Linked DNA regions of Mus musculus: all the other regions are linked to region 3. Evidence: chromatin contacts called from public Hi-C and promoter capture Hi-C data. All regions are on one chromosome and are shown on one strand. The core of a region is the stretch at or near the end of the contact, and the rest is flanking DNA. Distances in the headings are between cores, read along the strand shown. Region 1 holds the start of Prr15 (proline rich 15). Region 2 has its middle 24 kb from the start of Gm34441. Region 3 holds the start of Ggct (gamma-glutamyl cyclotransferase). Region 4 overlaps 9130019P16Rik (RIKEN cDNA 9130019P16 gene).

Region 1 (4,427 bases), core at 31-2,530, 670 kb after region 3:
ACTGTTGGAAGGCCGCGGGTCCCAACCCTTCTTTCATAGTTCTCTATCTCTTGAGGATTTTACTTATTGTAAACAAAGTCTTCTGGTACTTTTCTTTGCTGGTTGCCTTTCCATCCTCCAAAGGAGAGCGCCCAACCAGGAACTCCAGAAAACCATTGAATAACGGAGCCCAGACGCTCCTGATAGTGCAAGCCAGACTCTTGGCACACTTCCTGTGAGCGTGCTACTGGACACGGCCACCACGAGTGGGCAGGGCTCGCGCGCGCCGCCCATTTCTAGGTTTCAGCTCCGCCGCTTCGCAGCCCACGCACCGCGGCGCTCCTGGGATTCGCCAGTGCGCAGGAGGGAAACTTGTGCGGCCGTTTGTTGTTGCAGGTTCTCCCGGAACTGCCTGGTAGAGGAAGTCTCTGCGCCTACGGGGAGGCGCCATCTCCTCCCTGGGGATGTCCTGAGGACTCACTCGGACTGGGGCTTGAAAACCGTAAAAGCAGAACCAGCTCAAAGTTCTTTCCCTAAGAAAGGCGCCCACACCCTTAGGCACCGTCAACGTTGGGGTCTACAAACGTCTTACTCCCTATTCTGCAGATCGGAAAAACACCGCACCCCAAGGCATTTATTAATGGTGGTGGGCAGCCACCCAACACTTTCTTTTCCACAGTGACCAACTTGGTGTGTACGGAAAGGCTTTGTGAGAATTGCGCAAGGAAAAGATGGCAAATAATGCAAAAGTAGGCAGATCACTGTTCTGGGGGGGGCCTCTCCTCTGGCAGCAGGAGGAGGGGCACTGCAAAGCGCTAGACAGCATTCTCCAGGGACTTCGTAGCGCCAGGGCCTGCCTTGTGAGACGCAGAGGGACTCTGGTTCACTCACCTGTAGGGGCTTTCAGGGCCACTGCGGCGCCGCGCTGCGCCGCGCGGGCTGTCTAGAACACGGAGGGGGCGTCTCCGGGTGCCTGAAGCTTAGTCGCGGTGTCCCTTATCGCTGACTAGGAGAGATGCAGGAATCGTTGTTGCTGATCTCGCCCAACACCCCTGACACTCGCACACTGTCGGAACAACCTGGGGTTGGCAGCACGGTCCGCTCAGGTGGCAGGGACTGTCAGATCCTCCGCCCCAGGGTGAGTCTGGTCAGCCTTTCCCGGTGGGAGTCTCACATTCTAGGGCGCGTCCTTTCTTCCCGTTCACTCTGCTCTCTGGCCTCAGCTAGACAGGACCTGGGCTACTGACTCCGGCGCACTACCCTTCCTGAGCGTCCGTAGGAACGCGCTGAGACATCTGCCCACTTGCTGGTGGTTGGCCAAAGGCCTGAAGACACCAGAACTGAGGAGGAGGGGAGGGTCAGGGTGGGACAGGAGGCGGCCGCCAGGCTACAGGTGCAGGTAGGCGTCCCCGCCCTTCTGGGGACCAGATTGGACGAGGTTGCAAACGTGGTTCCAGCCCTGCGGACTCTGATTGGAGAAAAAGCTGTGCTGCGCCGCCTCCCTGCTCGCGTTCCGTTCTTGCGCTGAGGTTTGAGTCCCAAGGCTTTCAAATTTTCTAACTCGGAGAGCTGATTCAAACTCTGTCATTGTTTGGGAGTTTCAAGCGCCCTTACCTAAAAGACTAAGAGTTGAGAACCATGTCGTTGCTGTCATCGGGCGCTATCCTAGTACTATAACTCACTTGGGTCAACTCACTTGGGTTAACTCACTTGCTCATCAGACCGCCCCAGGCCTGGGCACTATGGCTCCTAACAGACCTGCAAAGGAACCATGGCTTTGCGGAGGTTAAACAGTTGTCCAGGATTGCATGCTGAAGGGCAATCTCGAAGTAACGGGGTTGGAAGTTTGATTCCAGCTTATCAGCTTGTTAGTCTTGGGTTCTTACCATAACTAAGTGCCTATGCTACAAAGCATCTTTCGCGTTTGGGCGACCGCGCATCGACACCCATCCAAGCATATTACTCCAGCCCAGAGCCACTGAGAGGGTGAACCAATGGGCCCCAGCACCGTGCAAGGTGCTTTAGCTCGGTGGTTATTTGTCAAAAACGGTATTAGAGGAGACATTTCTCTAACTAAGGCGAAGTTACGACTTGAAAGAGATTTTGGGGGTCTCTAGGCTTGCAGACATGCAAGTAGGACCCTTTCTTTGCCTCTAAGGTAGGCAGTCCAGGCAATTTGTCTGCTTTGAGCACTTTCTGCGGGACAAGCCTGGTGAGAGACAGATCACCAACCAACTCTGATCTCTTGCAATAAGGATTTGATAAGCAGGCAGGAATTTTATAGAGACTTTCAATACAGTAGGGAAGAGGAAAATACAAGGACTTGGTTGGTGTCTTAGTTTGGATTCAATTAAAAAATGAAAGATGAACATACACTGTGTATTTGGAAATGATTTGTTTCTAACCAGAGATTAGAGAACTCCCCTCCCCCTTCCTCCCTCTGCCCCTTTCTCTCTCCTCCCCCTTTCCCCTCCTTCTCTGCCCCCCTTCCTCCTTCCTTCCTTTCTTTATTGGTGGAATTTCACTATGTAACTAAGACTGGATTCAAACTCTGGCATACCACCAAAACTGACTCTTGAGGTTAGTTTTAAAGTGGGGACACTGAACCATAACACTGGTACTTGATAAAGACTAGTTGCCAGCTTTAAAGGAAGCTTTCCGGAGGCAGATGTCATATGATGAGAAAAGCTTGTCTGGGGAGTCGCCACCACCACCGTTTATGGAGCTGGGACATGCCCTTGTCAAGCACATTGTTGAAAGAATGAAGACACCAGGAAAAGGACACTAGCTTGCTGAATGGCTTTTCATCTAGTGTGGTTTTCACAAAGCCACAAGCATTTTCTCAATAAACAAATCCTTCATCTCTCAATAAGATAGCTCCTCAAATACATTCAGCAATGTCAAATGTCTCTGTTATGCCTCCTGGGTTGAGTGGAAGCACCTTATAAATGAGAGAACCACTAGATGGGGGTGAATATATCCATAGAAAGGTGAAGTGTGTGTGTGTGTGTGTGTGTGTGTGTGTGTGTGTGTGTGTGTGTGTGTGTGTGTAATGAATAGAGTCATGAAAAGCAGGGTAAACAGCAGCTAAGAGAGCCTCAAGGTGTGAAGGATGCTGGGCTTCTCAAGGCTCAAAGGGCAGGTGGGTGATGTAAGCACAGAGTGTGGCTGGGCAGACCTGGGAGGTGACACTGGGCAGCTGAGTAGGACACAGACTTTCAATGGCAGCTGGGACTGGGGCCAATGCAGAGTCTTAACAGTTGCTTTCTTGGCAAAATAAATGATCACCCACTTAAGGAATGAGTTTCTAGAACTGGGTGCTAGGAACTAAGGTCTTGGAGACCTTGCAGAATCTTGGAGTTTAGCGCTGACATTTTTGCTCAGCAAACCTGAAATTTCTGGAGGCGCTGGGAAACTGATCATGTCACTACATCTCTCCAGTAGGGGTGGGCTTTGGAAGGAATCTGAACAAATGCTTAAGGAATACAGCCGATCATACCAGAGAAACCAACGTACCCTGCACTCATCCTAGAGAACTGTGGTGTGTCTTGGCTTTGTTCTTCTTACTCTTGCTGACCTCACGTTCATATCTCCTGTTCTTGTCCTTTCCTTCTTTGTTAGCTCCATGCCTTTCTCCTTTTCTTCTCCATCTCTATGGTCACCCCTGCCCTTTGACAGTTAGACATGCCTTTTCCTTCACAGCCTCCAACTCTGTCACTCTGAACATGCTGTTGTGCTCTCTTTGGGTTTGCGTCAGTGTTGGATTCATTTAACCCTTTAAAGCAAGCTTTACAACCAGGCATTTCATCTCCCTGCCAAGTTACTGGGTTATCTTTAAATGTTCCTTTCTTAAGGTCTTTCTAAATAGTTGATCTAAGCAAGGCCAGCTTTTGTACAGAGTCTGCTCTCGATCTCTCTCCAGGTTAGTCCCGCACCAAGCCTTTGAGCCGGCCCACTCCTCTCTCCTTTCCCCCATGCGTCCTGCCATCAGGTCACAGGTTTGAAACTCGTAGTTTCTCTGTTCTCCCCTTTTCACAAAGCAATTTCATGGAGAATGCTGGTGATAGGAACAGGCTAGGGCTTCTTCTGGCTGGTCTGCAGGGCAGGGGTAGTGGGGTCTGTGCTGGATCTTTCTTCTAGCAACAGATCTCTTTGGCTCACCTTCTTGATTTTCTTTTCACGTTGCTGAAGATGGAACCCTGGGGCTTGAGCATGCTAGGCACACAGGACCTCTCTCTACTCACTAGCCTGCCTTCCTTCTTGTTGAAACCAACCAACTATCTTTCTTGTCATCCTGGTTCTCAGATGAAACCAACTCCTCTCTCTCTCTCTCTCTCTCTCTCTCTCTCTCATATATATATATATATATATATATATATATACACACACATATATACATTATGTATATATACACATACATATATACATGTATGTATATATACACATAC
Region 2 (4,476 bases), core at 1,601-4,100, 520 kb before region 3:
CAGAATAACTAAAAACTTAAAAACAAAAATGTCAAAAAACAAACAACAAAAAAAATGTCAAATGCTAAAATAGATGTGGGGTAATTCCAGGAATACTTATTCACTGCTGGTGAAAATAAAAACTGGTGCAGCCAGTGTGAAATCAGTGGGGAAGTTCCTCAAAACACTAGAAAAGATAGAAAAACTCACCTTTAATCTATGCCACACCTTCCGCTTCCATTAAGGACATGGAAGAATAAAGCTTTTGCCCTTTCCCTGCTTGCCCTTACTCTCAATGGCAAGTCCATTCCTTCATGGTATTAGAGATTCTTGTGTACTAGAGACTAGCAAAGATATCCAGCCTTATGGAATGAACAACTACTAGATTCTAGGACTTCCCACTGGTAGATAGACATTCTTGAACTAGCTGGGCTACAGCCTGTAAGCAACACTAATATATAAACCCTCTTTATTTACACACGCACACACACACACACACACACACACACACACACACACACACTTTAAAGCCCACCCTTAATGACACAATACCAACAATGCCACACCTCATAATTATTCTCAAACAATTACACCAACTAAGGACCAAGTATTTGAATATATGGACCTATCTCTGTCAAGCCCCCACAGTACTCTGACCCAGACCTACACTCTGAGCTGAGGAACATGTTGGGCAGTGGACCACAGCTGGAAAAGGCAGGAGGCTTTTAATGGGAAAAGGACATGCATGAGTTTAGCCATTGCAGGTCAGAAGGATACAAGTAAAAGAGGCTCTTGATGCCATTGAATCCTGTGTGGAGGATTTTCTTGCGCCCGTAGGCATGGGGGAAATGAAACACACCCTAACTTAGAAAACATGGAAACCAGAAAGAGAAGCCTTTGCTCAAGGCTGCAGATATAGAAAGGCATGCAGGATCATGCTGTTCTGTTGTTCTAGAGCATCAGCCTAGATGGAGCTGACATGAAGAACAGATTTACCCTGGGGCTCTCTTACAGACTCAAGATCCTGAGACTAGTTAGCCCAATGACCTAGGGGAAAGCCAAACACTGTTCTACTGAAAGAGCAACAATAAAATGACCCCTGTGACCTTCTACTATCCTCATAGATCAGTGTCCTACTCATCCATCACCAGGGAAGCTTCCTCCTGAATCAGCTGGGAACAAATACCGAGACCCACGGGCAGACAATAGGCAGTGAGAGACCTTGGAACATTCAGCCCTAAATGGGATGTTTGTATCAAACAAATCCACTCCCTTGGGGCTCTGGGAACTCGGTGGAAGAAGAAGCAGAGAGTGTAAGAGCCAGGGGAAACGGAAGACGCCAAAGAATCAAGACCACAGCAGGACCGATCAATGTAGACATGACCTCGCAGAGCCTGAGGCAGCCTGCGCAAGGCCGGCACAGGTCTGCCTCAGATGGGATCCTAGAGCTGAAGGGAGAAGTGGACACACGCCCCCATCCCTAACCCAGAAGCCGTCTCCAATCAATACAATTGAAACACACTTGCAAATTAAGTTTTATCACTGGAGAAACAAACTACTCCTAATCGTAGGCTGCCAGCCCAGCAGTTGATGGCCAGCAGAAAAGGCCGGTAGCACCTGTGGAGGTCCCTTGGCTCATAGCCTGTGTCAAGGCTTGTTTTTAATCTTATAGTTTTAGTTTTTATGTTTATTTTATTTTTATTTTCTCTCTCTCTCTTTTTAATCCTACATGTCCTTTGTGTATATTTTTTGGCTTGGAGGTTCTTGGTCTCATTATGTTAAGTCGGGTAGTTTTTATTTTCTACATTGCCAGTCATATACATTGGCTTCTGGTTTTTTATGGGATTGCTAAGTGTGCAAACATGTGTGTCTCAGCATCTTGTGCTTTTTCGTTGGCTCTTGTTCTTGCTTGTTTTTTTTTTTTTTTGTTCATACTTTAATTTGTTTGTTTGTTTGTTTGTTTTATCTTATTGTATTTTCTTATTTCTCCTTAGATGTCTATTTGTTTTCTAATGAGAGATAGAAAAGTTGAGAATCCGGCATTCGAAGTAGCATCTGCTGGGTGTGCTCCTCTGCATACCGAATTCTCCCAGGCTGCAGCCCTTCATGACCCACTCCCAGTATTCTCGCGTCCACAGGGAGCTAGTTCCTGCCTTTCCAAGTGTCATGGTTGCACAAGTTTGTCGTACGAGATGGTGTGCATAATCTACATATCTCCCCCCAGATGACTCAAATCATGTCTAGACCTTTGCGCTACTCAGCCCAATGTGGGCGTTATGCAAATGACTGCTGAGTACCGCTTTTCCCAGAAAGTTTTCCATTCGAGGTTTTCTGCATTCACAGATAAGGAGCCCACAGGGACAGAGGAACAGCCGAACTCATTAACCTCCCTACAGACATTAAGCTCCTGGGGAGAAGCCCTCCTTTCTCTCACTTGTCTTCTCCAAAACCTCAGTAAGAAGACAATAGCAAAGCCCGCCGTGAAAATCTGAGGCCTAACCAGATGGATGCAGATGTTCACGCTTACAATTAAGTGCGAAAGTTCTTAGACACAAATCCACGTCCTAAAGGGCTCCTTATGTGTAGTCTCCAGAAATAACTTTTCTGTGTGATCATACAGAAATACAAATGTGTGTGCCGGCGAAGTCCAAAGAGAAAAGCCCTGCGAGAAAAGCCCTGCACGGTGCACTGTGGGTCACATTCTTCTTACAAGATATTTCGCATGTAAGTGTCTCTTCCCAGTGTTAATTATAGAAAATATTTAAGCTTGTTCTTTCTCTCATTATCTCATTACCAGGCACTGTGTGGAAATGAGCCAGTTTCCCTAGACTGGAAGCGCGCGTTACACCGATCATCAAACAAAATGGCCACCAGAGGGCAGTGCAGACCTATGAGTTGATTCCCCCACCCCACTCCAACCTTCCCTCCCTCCAGCCCAAACTCTTTCTGCCAGGAAGAACTCTAGATAAGGGAAACTGCTGGAAGGGGAAATGTTTCCCAGTTCTTGCTTGTATTCTCAAGGCTTCCCGCCTCTCTCTCTAGCTCCTTGGGTTAAAAACCGTGCTCATGCCATGGCCTGTTGTAGGCCTCCCTCTGCTCCTGATGCAAAAGGTATAACCAAATGACAGACTAGGCTTTTTCCACCACCATGCCACCTGAAAAGCTCACAAGGCTGACCTCTAACCCCAACCCCAGTCGTCAGTGAGTGCTGCCTTATGGCCAGGGAGCAATCAGTCACAGGGTTCATGTGCCCGGGCCACTTTGTGAGACTCGGATCTCATGCAAACATCTCCCTAGATTTGAGTGTGTGCTTCCCACCCGAGATGAGCCCCATCTGGTCCTTAGGCACCCACTCAAAGTCGAAATGGGAAACATTAGAAGGCCAAGGGTAGATCCTATTGCTTAAGTGAACCACAGAGGGAGTGTTTACTTATGTCTGTCAAAGATCACAGACCGGTCTGTCCTAGCCCTCTCTCTAACTCTGCAGCCCCCTGGCTTCAGTGGAAAGTTTCTTTTCCAGCAGTGTCCTTAGGGGCAAATAGAAGCTGGGAATAGGAACCTCTTTCCAAGCAGGGACCTCCTCCATTATATAAATGTTTCCAGACCCTTATTCTGAAGCCTGGATCTGCCCACTCCTTCCTGGAGGATTGAAGAATCCAGGTTCTTTCCAAAGAAATCTCCCAGTTTCTATCTTCCCTGGGCTAAGGCCATCCAATCTGGAGGCAAGAGCCTCTGACCTTCAAACCAGTTGCAGAGCGCTTTAATGGAAGAAGTCCTGTGGTTCTGAGCATGTGCGGTCTATCTCTACCAACCTGATCCAAAGAGGACTGTAAAACCACCACCACCCACCCATCCTCCTATAGAGCCACTTAGAAGAGATTTCCAGGTGGTAGCCCTTGGGAGGCCACATGAGTCTACGCTTTTTCTGGGGAGGCTACTCTTGTTCCTACAAGCAAAATGGCCTGCCCATCCAGCCTGAGCAAGGGGTGGCTCAAAACAAAGCTACTCGACTTCTAAACAACGAATACAGATACTTTGTAGCCCAATCATCATGAGCCTTTAACAGCACTTGACACAGGCAACCACACCTGGTTATTGGGGTCCTCCTTCTCAACTCCCCTGTCAATGTACTTTCTTCCTCTGTTGATGGGCTTGAGTCTCATTATCTGTCTGTTGTCAGCTCCTTGGTGGCTTTCTCTGTGTCCCAGAAAAGCCCCCAGTCTGCTGTCTCGGGATCCTCTCTACAGGGAGGATGGATAAAGTGCTTCATCAAAAGGCCCAAAGGGGGATATTAAAGACCTGGAGACAAGAAAATCCGGAGACCCAAGGCTGTGTGGCTAGGATGGTTATTAGAACTGGTTGCTGCTTCAGTTTCAGGGACCACCAAAATGCCAAGCGCACTGTCTGAGAGCACTCTCTTTACTACTGCCTGTGATTGTCAGCCAAAATCATTCTATGCAGGCAAATGGAACAGAGGTGACAGAGGGGTTGGAAACC
Region 3 (4,650 bases), core at 1,828-4,327:
CAAAACCCTAAATAACACATTTTACATAGTTATAAGCAGCTTTTAAAACAGAGCCTGAGGCCTGAAGAGATCAGGACAACGTAGAGAATATGTGCTGACGAGAAGCTCGGGCTCTGAGAGGACCAGTATGTGTACAGGCCTGCCTTGTGTGTGGGGTGAGAGGACAGCAGTGTCCTACTGCAGACTACACAGCAAGTGCCTGCCGAGGCACACCAGTGCCAGGTGCTTTCTTTCTATCTATCTTTTTCTGCCTTTTCCACTCCTAAGATGAATATGTTCAAATATAAAGAAAAGAATAGCCGGGCGTGGTGGCATATGCCTTTAATCTCAGCACTCGGGAGGCAGAGGCAGGCGGATTTCTGAGTTCGAGGCCAGCCTGGTCTACAAAGTGAGTTCCAGGACAGCTGGGGCTATACAGAGAAACACTGTCTCGAAAAACCAAAATAAATAAATAAATAAATAAAAATAAAAAATAAAAAAAATAAAATAAATAAATAAAAATAAAAAGGGGCTGGTGAGATGGCTCAGTGGGTAAGAGCACCCGACTGCTCTTCTGAAGGTCAGGAGTTCAAATCCCAGCAACCACATGGTGGCTCACAACCATCCACAACGAGATCTGACTCTTTCTTCTGGAGTGTCTGAGGACAGCTACAGTGTACTTACATATAATCAATCAATCAATCAATCTTAAAAAAAAAAGAATAGAACAGTATAGTGAACACCCACATACATATCACTCCCATTAGCATTTAGCTCTCTATTTTTCTGAATTCTTTTAAAATATAGATAACGAACGCATCAGCCTAAATATGTCAGTATGCATGCTAAAATAAAACTATTTCCTCCATAAGACAAACCACTATCCATTTAATAGTAATTGTCTAATACCATCAAATTCTGCAATCCAAATTCAAGTTCAGTTGTCCCTAAAATATATTTCTATTTGAGTCACCATATCAGAATCTATCAAGGACAAGCCATCACATTGAGCCTTCATGTCTCGTTTCTCTCAAACTAGAACAACCCTCCCTCAGTCTTGTCTTTCTAAAAACACTTTTTACTACATCTATATGCTTACCTATTGTGTGTGTGTGCGTGTATGTGTGTGTGTGTGTATGTGTGTGTGTATGTATGTGTGTGTATGTGTGTGTATGTATGTGTGTGTGTGTATGTGTGTGTATGTATGTATGTGTGTGTGTGTGAGAGAGAGAGAGAGAGAGAGAGAGTGTGTGTGTGTATGCACGTAGGGGTCAGAGGAGACCTGCAGGAGCTGGGTTTTTCCTACCTTATGGGTACTGGAGATGTAACTGTCTGCAGGCTTGGTAGCAAGTGCTTTACCTCCAGATCCATGTAGCTGGCCCCAGCCTTACCTTTTATTTTTAATCACAACAATGTAAGAGATAAGTTCAAGGTGTTCTTCACTGTTTTCTTCTATTGCCATTTGTTCTTATACATGAATGGTTTCTGGAAGAGGGTGATATAAAAGATAAAAGGCTTTTTTTTTTGAGGCTAAAAATCCTTTGTAAATTGTAGTTCACAGATGTGGGGGCTTCGTGTTGCTTCATGTTGTTGTTATTATTGTTGTTGTTGTTTTTCAAAACAAGGTTTCTCTGTATAACAGCCCTGGCTATCTTGGAACTTACTCTCTAGGCCAGGCTGGCCTTGAACTCACAGAGAACTGCCTGCCTCTGCCTCTCGAGTGATGGTATTAAAGGTGCAGTCCACAATGCCCAGCTTCATGTTGCTTTCTGACTGTGTCAGGATAGTCTTCTTTTATTGGTGACCAGATTGACTGGCTATCAGGTGAGAGAGGTCAGGTTTCCCAAATAATCATGGTCTTCCTGTCCAATGACTAGCAGTGAGCCTTGGGGGATAACTGAGACTCTATAAACATCCCTGTGACCTGATGCTCCTGACGGGAAGTTTGGTTGCACCAGAGACAGATGTTCTAATCCCAGTACCCCCATTTCCTGCATTTAGCCAGTATACTTTTTTTTAAAAAAGCAAAGAATTGCTTCCTCATCAGCTATTTGGTTTTCAAAAATACAGTTGGTACTAGAAAGGCAGAACACTCATTTTCTTAAATACCCACTTTTTAAAAGTGATGAAGTGTTAGCCACTGATGGCATGGCAATATGGTTCTCTTCTCTGTTTTAATTTGGTTTACTTCCTGAAGGGAATGACATACATTTAGGGATCATTTTAGAGTTTCCAGTCGTTCTGCTCCTTAAGTTGTTCTCGCTTTGTCTAGTGAATGGTCTTTTAGGAATGACCTTGTTCATCTTGGGGTTCTCATTTTCTGGATTATTGTTCTTTCAAGAGGTAATTTTCACTCCCAGCTTTGACCTAAGATTCAGTCATTTCTCCAGGAATTCTGGCACCTGTCAGTGTGGAGTTGAATTTAGATTAATTTCTGAGGGCCAACGGCAGTCATTGCTCTAGACCTTCAGTTTGCTCTCCTATCTTCATTTCAAGAGCAACAACATGGGTGTTTTGTGTCGTTCTATTTTAAAAAGAGGAAATAGATTGCAACGATGAACAGAGTCAACTGGCTAGCAAATGGCATGTCCGGATCTGAACGTGGGAGAAAGACTACCCTGGTATGCAGTGAGGCAACTTCAGGTAGTGATCCTAAGAAAACTTGTAGGATCAGCCTTCCCATTCCAGGAAGGCTGAGGCAGGAGAACTGCCGCAAGATCCAGGCTAGGCCGACAGCAATTTGAGACTTGTCTCCTCTATACCAGGCGCAGAGCCTACCGCACCACTGGTTGACCTGGGCAATCGCCGCCAGGTGGGGAAAACACAGTCGCCAGTAGCCACTCTCGGGCTGTCCGTTAGACTCGCCAATCAGCGGCGCCTCAGGCAGGGGGCCGTACATCCGAGGGATGCATCCAATAGAAAAGCGACGTCAGTGGGCGGGAGGAGCTGTAGACAGGCCAATCCTGGTAGTTAGCTCACGCCGGCAAGCCGGCAGCCAATCCTCAGCGCGCTCTCTGTGCGGCTCCGCCCGCCGCTCTGCACTACCGCGTGGGTGGCGGCGCACTGCTCTTTTTAGCAGCGCTAGTCCGGCTTCTCTGTGCTTGACGCTGCTGGCGTGGATAAGTGGACATGGCGAGCTCCGACTGTGAGGGCCATGCGGGCCAGGAGGGGGAGACATTCCTGTACTTCGCCTACGGCAGCAATCTCCTGACCGAGAGGATCCACCTGCGAAACCCCTCGGCCGTGTTCTGCTGCGTGGCGCGCCTGCAGGTCAGTGCCGTTGTGCGGGCGACCTGGAGAGCGGGCTAGCTGCGACTCCTGCCGGGAACCTCTAGCCACCGTCGGAGTTCGCAACCCTCCACTGGCTGCCCTTTTCCACCGGTTATGAGCATCCCGTAAGATGCCTTTAATAGGTGCTTCTTAGTCGAGAACTAGCTGCTTTCTGTCCTGTGCGTACCTTATCTATCCCACAGTTCTGTGAAATTCTGCCTGTCCTTTCCTTCGGATCTTAGCGTCCTGGCCTTGAGACCTGGAACCGTGTCTTCAATACTGATAGCAATGTTCGTTCCCTCAGTAGAGTAGCCCAATAAGCTTTTAACTGTGATAAAATGTGTTCTTGACCATAGTTCATTTCCTCTTTAATACGTATTCTTCTGGCACTCAGTGCTGGGGTTACAAGGATGACTGAGCAGCCTAGCTATTTGGAGGACCTTTCTGGTGTACAATCTGATTGTGTGTAGGGCCCTTAATAATTTTAGCCAACTTTGATAACCTTGTCAATTCTTGATTTCAGGCAACAGAAACCAGCTGATTTCAGAAAGGAGAATGGGGAGGGGTGTTGGAAGGCTGTTAGAGAGCTCATGGATTCACCTGAAAGATTGAGTAAACAGGTGGACTACTGTGTGTGTGTGTGTGTGTGTGTGTGTGTGTGTGTGTGTGTGTGTGTGTGTGTGTGTGTATACACAACCAGCATTACAGGAGAGGGCCATCCCTGCTCTGGAAACTGGCCACACCTTTCCTCAACTAGTAAGCACAATATGGAACTGACTCCTGACTGCTGCTTTGCCACAGTTCTGCAATTCCTGAAGCCTAGAGTGGAGTCCCTAATGATCTTAAACACCAGCACTAATTGAGAGCCCCTGCGAGGTGCCCTGATTGGCTAAATCTCACCATGAATCCACGTCCTTACTTAGCAAGCAAGATGATCTGATAACTAGCTCCTAGCCTTTCAAGTTTCAGAAGTGGGAGTCACGCTCTGTACTCTATCTAAAACTCCAAAGAGTGTAGGATTGGAGTTCAAGTACGTGAAGTACAGGAAAGAAATACCACATAAATGATAAATTATAGCTGTGGTTAGCCTTAAAAGAGGACTTGCAAGGTGCAACAGAATATATGACCAGAGGACCTGACCTAGGTGCTCAGGAAAGCCTTCCTGGATATAACTTTTAAGCTGAGACCTGAAGGGAGATGAGGAGAGCAAAAAACTGTCAGGGAGGGTAGCTTGTTCAAAGGACAGGAGATAAAGGAAGTGGTTGGAGTCTACAGGGAGATGTGGCATGAGGGCTGGAAAGATAAGAAAGTGTCATATCCTAACATGACCACAGAGAACTTTGGACAGTCTGTTGCATGCTGTGAGTGGAGTGTCTTACAGGATGAAAGCAGACGATGAGA
Region 4 (4,624 bases), core at 1,670-4,169, 590 kb after region 3:
ATTACTATACCCGTGAAAACCCTAACTGTCACTCACTAAGCCCTGTCTCCCAGACACTTGTGCATGGTCATAGATCATTGTCCAAGCATTGACCAGATACATGTCTGCCTAGGCTCAGGAGGTGTTCTTAGAGGCCCTGCTGCATGATGGAGTCATCACATGACTCAGCTGAATTATTAAGGATGTAACATCTGAACTGTCCCTATCACAACAATTATTACTCGGCTATGAGCTTGATCTGTGCACATGTTCATGATAAGATCACATTAGAAATAAAATGTGCATAAGCACGCATGCACTCGCACACACTCACAGACACACAGACACACAGACACACAGACACACAGACACACAGACACACAGACACACACACACACACACACACACACCAGGCACAAGCAGTTCTCATATTCACAATGCCCTGTTAAATCTGTGTTTAAATCTAATGTGGCCAGTTATAAAACCACCATAAAGGGTCATGGTACCACATGAAAAAATCCTTGTATGTGAAATTGGTGCTTCCTTTCATAGGGGCAGGAAATGCTGGAAACCCCATGAAAATGTGTCCAGCGTTATAAAGACTCAGCAGAGAGGCAAGCTGGGGTCATGATCCCCTCGGCTCATGAGACATCTCTGACTTGGCTAACTCAAGTTTCCCTTGGGATTAGGTATCCTGGTTCCAACATCACATAGGCTGTCACATGTTGAATACCCGTGTTTTCAGTAAATTCTAAATCACCTGGCACCTACCTACACTGCAATAATTACTCCATATCTGGGAATAAAATGTTCTCATATTTGCATTGTAAAAAGGTGGAAGCACAAAGATGTCTAGCCCAGCCTCCTCTCTAGCTATGAATGTGCAGTGTGCCCGAGAGCATAGCCTTTCTCCATGGATGGAGAGAAGACAGGGAGTGGGATGGAGACTCTGTGCTTTTCCTTTCTGGTCATGTCAGCTTAGCCAAAGGGAGCCTGCTGCCTGACTCATAAGAAGTGGTAAGTGGTTCTTTGGTGTCTGTGGGAGGAGTGGCACAAGGAATGCCATTGGTATTCAAATCTGTAGACGCTCCAGTGTTTTGTATAAATATGTGTAGTATTGCATATATATTAGAACCTTCACTTTTATCTTTTAAATCATCTCTAGATTGCTTATATTAAGCACAATGGACAGGTGACATAGACAGCTGTTTAGAGACATATATGAAAAGTCTGTACATGTTTGCTATTGTTGCATACTAACACCCTACACACCCTTTGAGCCCATGTTTAATTGAGTCTGTGAATGTGGACCACAGAGAGCTGATTCTGTCTTCATTCCCTTGCTGTGCCCTTCTTATGACTTTATACTGAAGACCTCATTTTCTTTTACCCACTTTCAGGCATTCCCTGCTGAAACCCTAGGATCCAGCTGAGCTGTGTACTTTACATATGCTTTTCTCTCCCCAGGAGACACTGAAGACCTTTCCTGCCTGGTTCTCTGATGAAACACACAAAGACATAACTCAGTCAGTGCAGTCAGGAGTCCCCCTGGCTGTTTCACAACTCCTGAACATTTATGCTTCCACGGATGTCCTGTTTCCTTATGAAGCATCCCCACTTCTGCTGTTTGTGTATGTGCAATGTCAAAGGACGTGTTAGAGACCGAGAGTTGGGGTAGGAGTGTGGTCCTCTCTCCAAACCCAAAGGCAATATATACCTAATACATATCTGCCTCTTGTCCCCAGTCCTGTATCTCTGGTTTTTCTAACATAGGAGGAACATTGTATAGGTGGCTGGGTCAGCTGTTTCATCCATAAAGTTCAGGAAGACAGCAAGGTTCATTTCTAGATGCATCATCATTGTTATCTCCAGTGATTTTGGAATCATATTCTAGAAACCTTTGCTTTTTATTTGACTTTGTCTATACCTACAGAGAGAATTCACCCAGGTGTCAACAGAGTCCTCATTAGAGGGCATCACACCAGTACCAGAGATGGTAGAGATGTCTGTTTCTGCATTTTCACACATACATATCTTAATTCTCAGACAAGTTTTGGAAACATCTCCTGGGAAGAAAACCCTGCTTCTATGAAGCCCTTACTCAGAGGAGGTATTCAGTACACTTTCATTGGTCTGTTGATTGGCTTCTCATTGCTTGTTCTTTGGTGTGTATTTTTCTTTCTCCTTAGAGCTAAATAAGGTAAATCTGCAACCTAACTACAAAAAAGGATTTTCAAAGGCAGAATTCAGAGTTGGATAGACCTCCAGTTCATGTCCTGACCTTTGGGTATATTTTCAGTCTAGCCAAACAACAACAAGAGCAAGAACAACATTTACTAGCAAAATCTGAGATTACCTATTTGCTCCCTGAATATATTTTAGTCTTAACATAGAATTATTATAAATTCTACAGCCATGTTATAGTCATTTGATTTCTAAATATACTGTCCTAGGGAATTTCCCTACCTATGCGATGCTACAGTTTGAAGCACTCCCACTGCATCATCTGGAATACCTGTGCTCTAACTAAGGCACAAAAGCTTTTCCAGTAAAGCCAGATTCACGGGTCATGACACATGGCTTCTGTGAGGAACTGTGTTCTGTTTAGGCAGCTCATTTAAACTTTGTCAGCTTTGGGAAAGCTAGCTTAACTTCCATCCTTCAATCAGAAGTCGATCTCTGTGAGGTTCTTCGTCAGTGCTGCCTGCTCCTGAGCTGTCAGAAAGAAGACGTGTTATGGTCTAAAAATAAATATAATAAGTTTCCTTATTCAAAACTGGCAGGACAGATTTTACACAACTGTTCCACCAAACCGATCACATGTCACTGGGTTTGCAAAGTTTTTCACACATAATAAAATTGTGGAAACTTTTGGGTACAAAAACAAGAGCTAGAATTGGAAGATGTTTCCTCTTCTCCCTTCTGTGAAGAGAGATAACATTAGCTCTGTGCTCCGGCCAGAATGGGAGAGAATGTTCACAGTGCTTCTGGGTTCGTATGGGATCAAAAACCAGACAAAAGACAATTAGCTTGCAAAGCTTTCCTTGGCAAGACTCCAGGTATGTCAAGGAGGATTTCTGGCCCTTAGCAGCCAGGCTCCCACTATTATTATTTAAACCAATGTTTTCTAAAGAGCATTCTAGAAAATTGCCAGCTTTTAGGTGTTATTTGAGCAGAAGGATGCAGGGTCGTGGAAAAGTTCAACAATCAGAGACTTAAGAACTCCCTGCGTTGTTGATGTCGGGCCCTCTGAGTGTGTAGCCGGTCAGTCTCTCTGAGAGTGAGCGTTACAGGATGCAGTTTGGAGCTCTGGGTTCCAGTGACATTGTAAACAGGCATTCCGAATGTCTCCTCTTTATAAAACACCGAGAAATCTTGGCTGAATGCATAATTTTGTATGCACAGTTTGCAAAAATTATGGAAATCATTTTGGGGAGCCGAGACAAGAAATAGTACAATAAGTTACTGATGATATTGTACTGAACTAAAAGCTTTTCCAATGACAGAGACCCAGCACTCTGCATGTCAGCAGACACTTGAAGGACATATTTGGGGCTGTGACCTGTATTAAACCTGGATCCTCCAATGGCTGCTCTGCCAGGTAAAAGAGATGATTAGAAAAATTCATTCAGAGAAAAAAGGAGACAAAAGAAAATGTTTTTATCCCCCTCTACGTTACGGATACATGGAGATATCTACCGCATGCATAATCAGAGGCCATCTTTATCATCTAAGAAACCGTATGGCAAGGAATTAAATGTCACACTTTTAGATTGTGCAGCTGTAGCAAAAAACCAACAATTCCTTCTGGACAGACTAACTCCTCACAAAATCTTTCCAGTACTTGCACATGCAAAACCCATGAAACAACTGGCTGTCGCAGCTTGGCTGTCCAACGTGGACTCTGTGGGGTGACTTTGCTTGCCATGTTGCTTTCTCAGCTGCTGAGATGAACACTGACTGCTTGCTTGCTCAAATGTCAACAGTAATAACAACCAGCTGTTGAGTGGGAGGTCAAATCCCCAATTACAAAGCAAACTATCACAAGTTTGCAGACATGACTAACATCAACATCTTCATCCTAATAATTTTAGACATTTGAGTTACTGAGTATAAAACACAAATATAAGATTATTAAGTTATGCAAAAAGGAAGGGTGTCATATGTGAGTATGTGTGTACATGTGTGTGTGTGGTGGTAATATACAGATGGTAATAGGACCAATCAGATATCAATGCTCTGTAAACCAAGATGGAAGTGTTTGGAGTTAAAGATAATACAACTTCAGAAATCTATCTGAGAACAGATCTTTCTAATTTGTCAGCATCCTGTGGTGTTAATTGCCAGGAAATGTACTTTGAACTTGGCTTAATAGATACAATGTCAATGAAAGCAAGCCTCTTGGCCTCCCGGATTCTTGAGCAGGTGAATAGGGTTGTTGTTACCCTCCTGTTCGGGAAGTCTGGGGCCTCTTTTATTCATAATGTGTTAGTGTAGCAGTACCAGATTTTCAAAACACTGAATTACAGATGACCCATTGTCTTAGTTAGGGTTTTATTGCTGTGAACAGACACCATGACCATGGCAACTCTTATAAAAGAAAATATGTAGTTGGGGCTGGCTTACAGTTTCAGAGGTTTAGTTC

The links. Promoter capture Hi-C pulls out the DNA fragments that hold promoters and counts their contacts. Hi-C and Micro-C count contacts between places; a contact is called where the count stands out from the background.
Region 1: a contact with region 3 is called in a promoter capture Hi-C map of liver, with 2.5 times the contacts expected there. The contact joins the promoter of Prr15 here to the promoter of Ggct in region 3. A contact is called at or near these places in 7 of 39 promoter capture datasets (3T3-L1-derived adipocytes, embryonic stem cells, liver and 3 more) and 2 of 115 datasets of contacts at active chromatin or transcription factors (embryonic stem cells and pancreatic cancer cells).
Region 2: a contact with region 3 is called in a promoter capture Hi-C map of the 3T3-L1 cell line, with 2.9 times the contacts expected there. The contact joins the enhancer-like site here to the promoter of Ggct in region 3. A contact is called at or near these places in 6 of 39 promoter capture datasets (the 3T3-L1 cell line, 3T3-L1-derived adipocytes, hippocampal neurons and 2 more).
Region 4: a contact with region 3 is called in a Hi-C map of uterus, with 8 times the contacts expected there. The contact joins the enhancer-like site here to the promoter of Ggct in region 3. A contact is called at or near these places in 12 of 39 promoter capture datasets (the 3T3-L1 cell line, the C10 cell line, the HPC-7 cell line and 7 more), 5 of 484 Hi-C or Micro-C datasets (cerebellum, myocytes, nephron progenitors and 2 more) and 3 of 115 datasets of contacts at active chromatin or transcription factors (astrocytes, embryonic basal ganglia and embryonic forebrain).

The regions. Positions count from the first base shown.
Region 1 is chr6:54,323,754-54,328,180 of GRCm38.p6, reverse strand. Prr15 (proline rich 15) reads right to left here and starts at 1,280. Exons shown (of 2, transcript NM_030024.3): 1 at 871-1,280. All of the region lies in intron 4 of 9130019P16Rik (RIKEN cDNA 9130019P16 gene), which reads left to right.
Region 2 is chr6:55,510,320-55,514,795 of GRCm38.p6, reverse strand. No RefSeq gene overlaps it. Among named protein-coding and RNA genes, the nearest start is that of Gm34441, 24 kb to the left of the region's middle. Within about 2 kb of position 2,850, at least 21 of the 459 cell types and tissues checked have an H3K27ac peak or open chromatin away from gene starts, as enhancers often do.
Region 3 is chr6:54,991,294-54,995,943 of GRCm38.p6, reverse strand. It overlaps Ggct (gamma-glutamyl cyclotransferase), which reads left to right and starts at 3,077. Exons shown (of 4, transcript NM_026637.3): 1 at 3,077-3,249. The coding sequence starts at 3,109. RefSeq lists a cis regulatory region at 2,843-2,852 and an enhancer at 2,833-2,862.
Region 4 is chr6:54,398,011-54,402,634 of GRCm38.p6, reverse strand. It overlaps 9130019P16Rik (RIKEN cDNA 9130019P16 gene), which reads left to right. Exons shown (of 14, transcript NR_033635.1): 3 at 1,447-1,610. Among named protein-coding and RNA genes, the nearest start is that of Wipf3, 29 kb to the left of the region's middle. Within about 2 kb of position 2,919, at least 11 of the 459 cell types and tissues checked have an H3K27ac peak or open chromatin away from gene starts, as enhancers often do. A contact at or near this core is called in uterus, where this site is marked.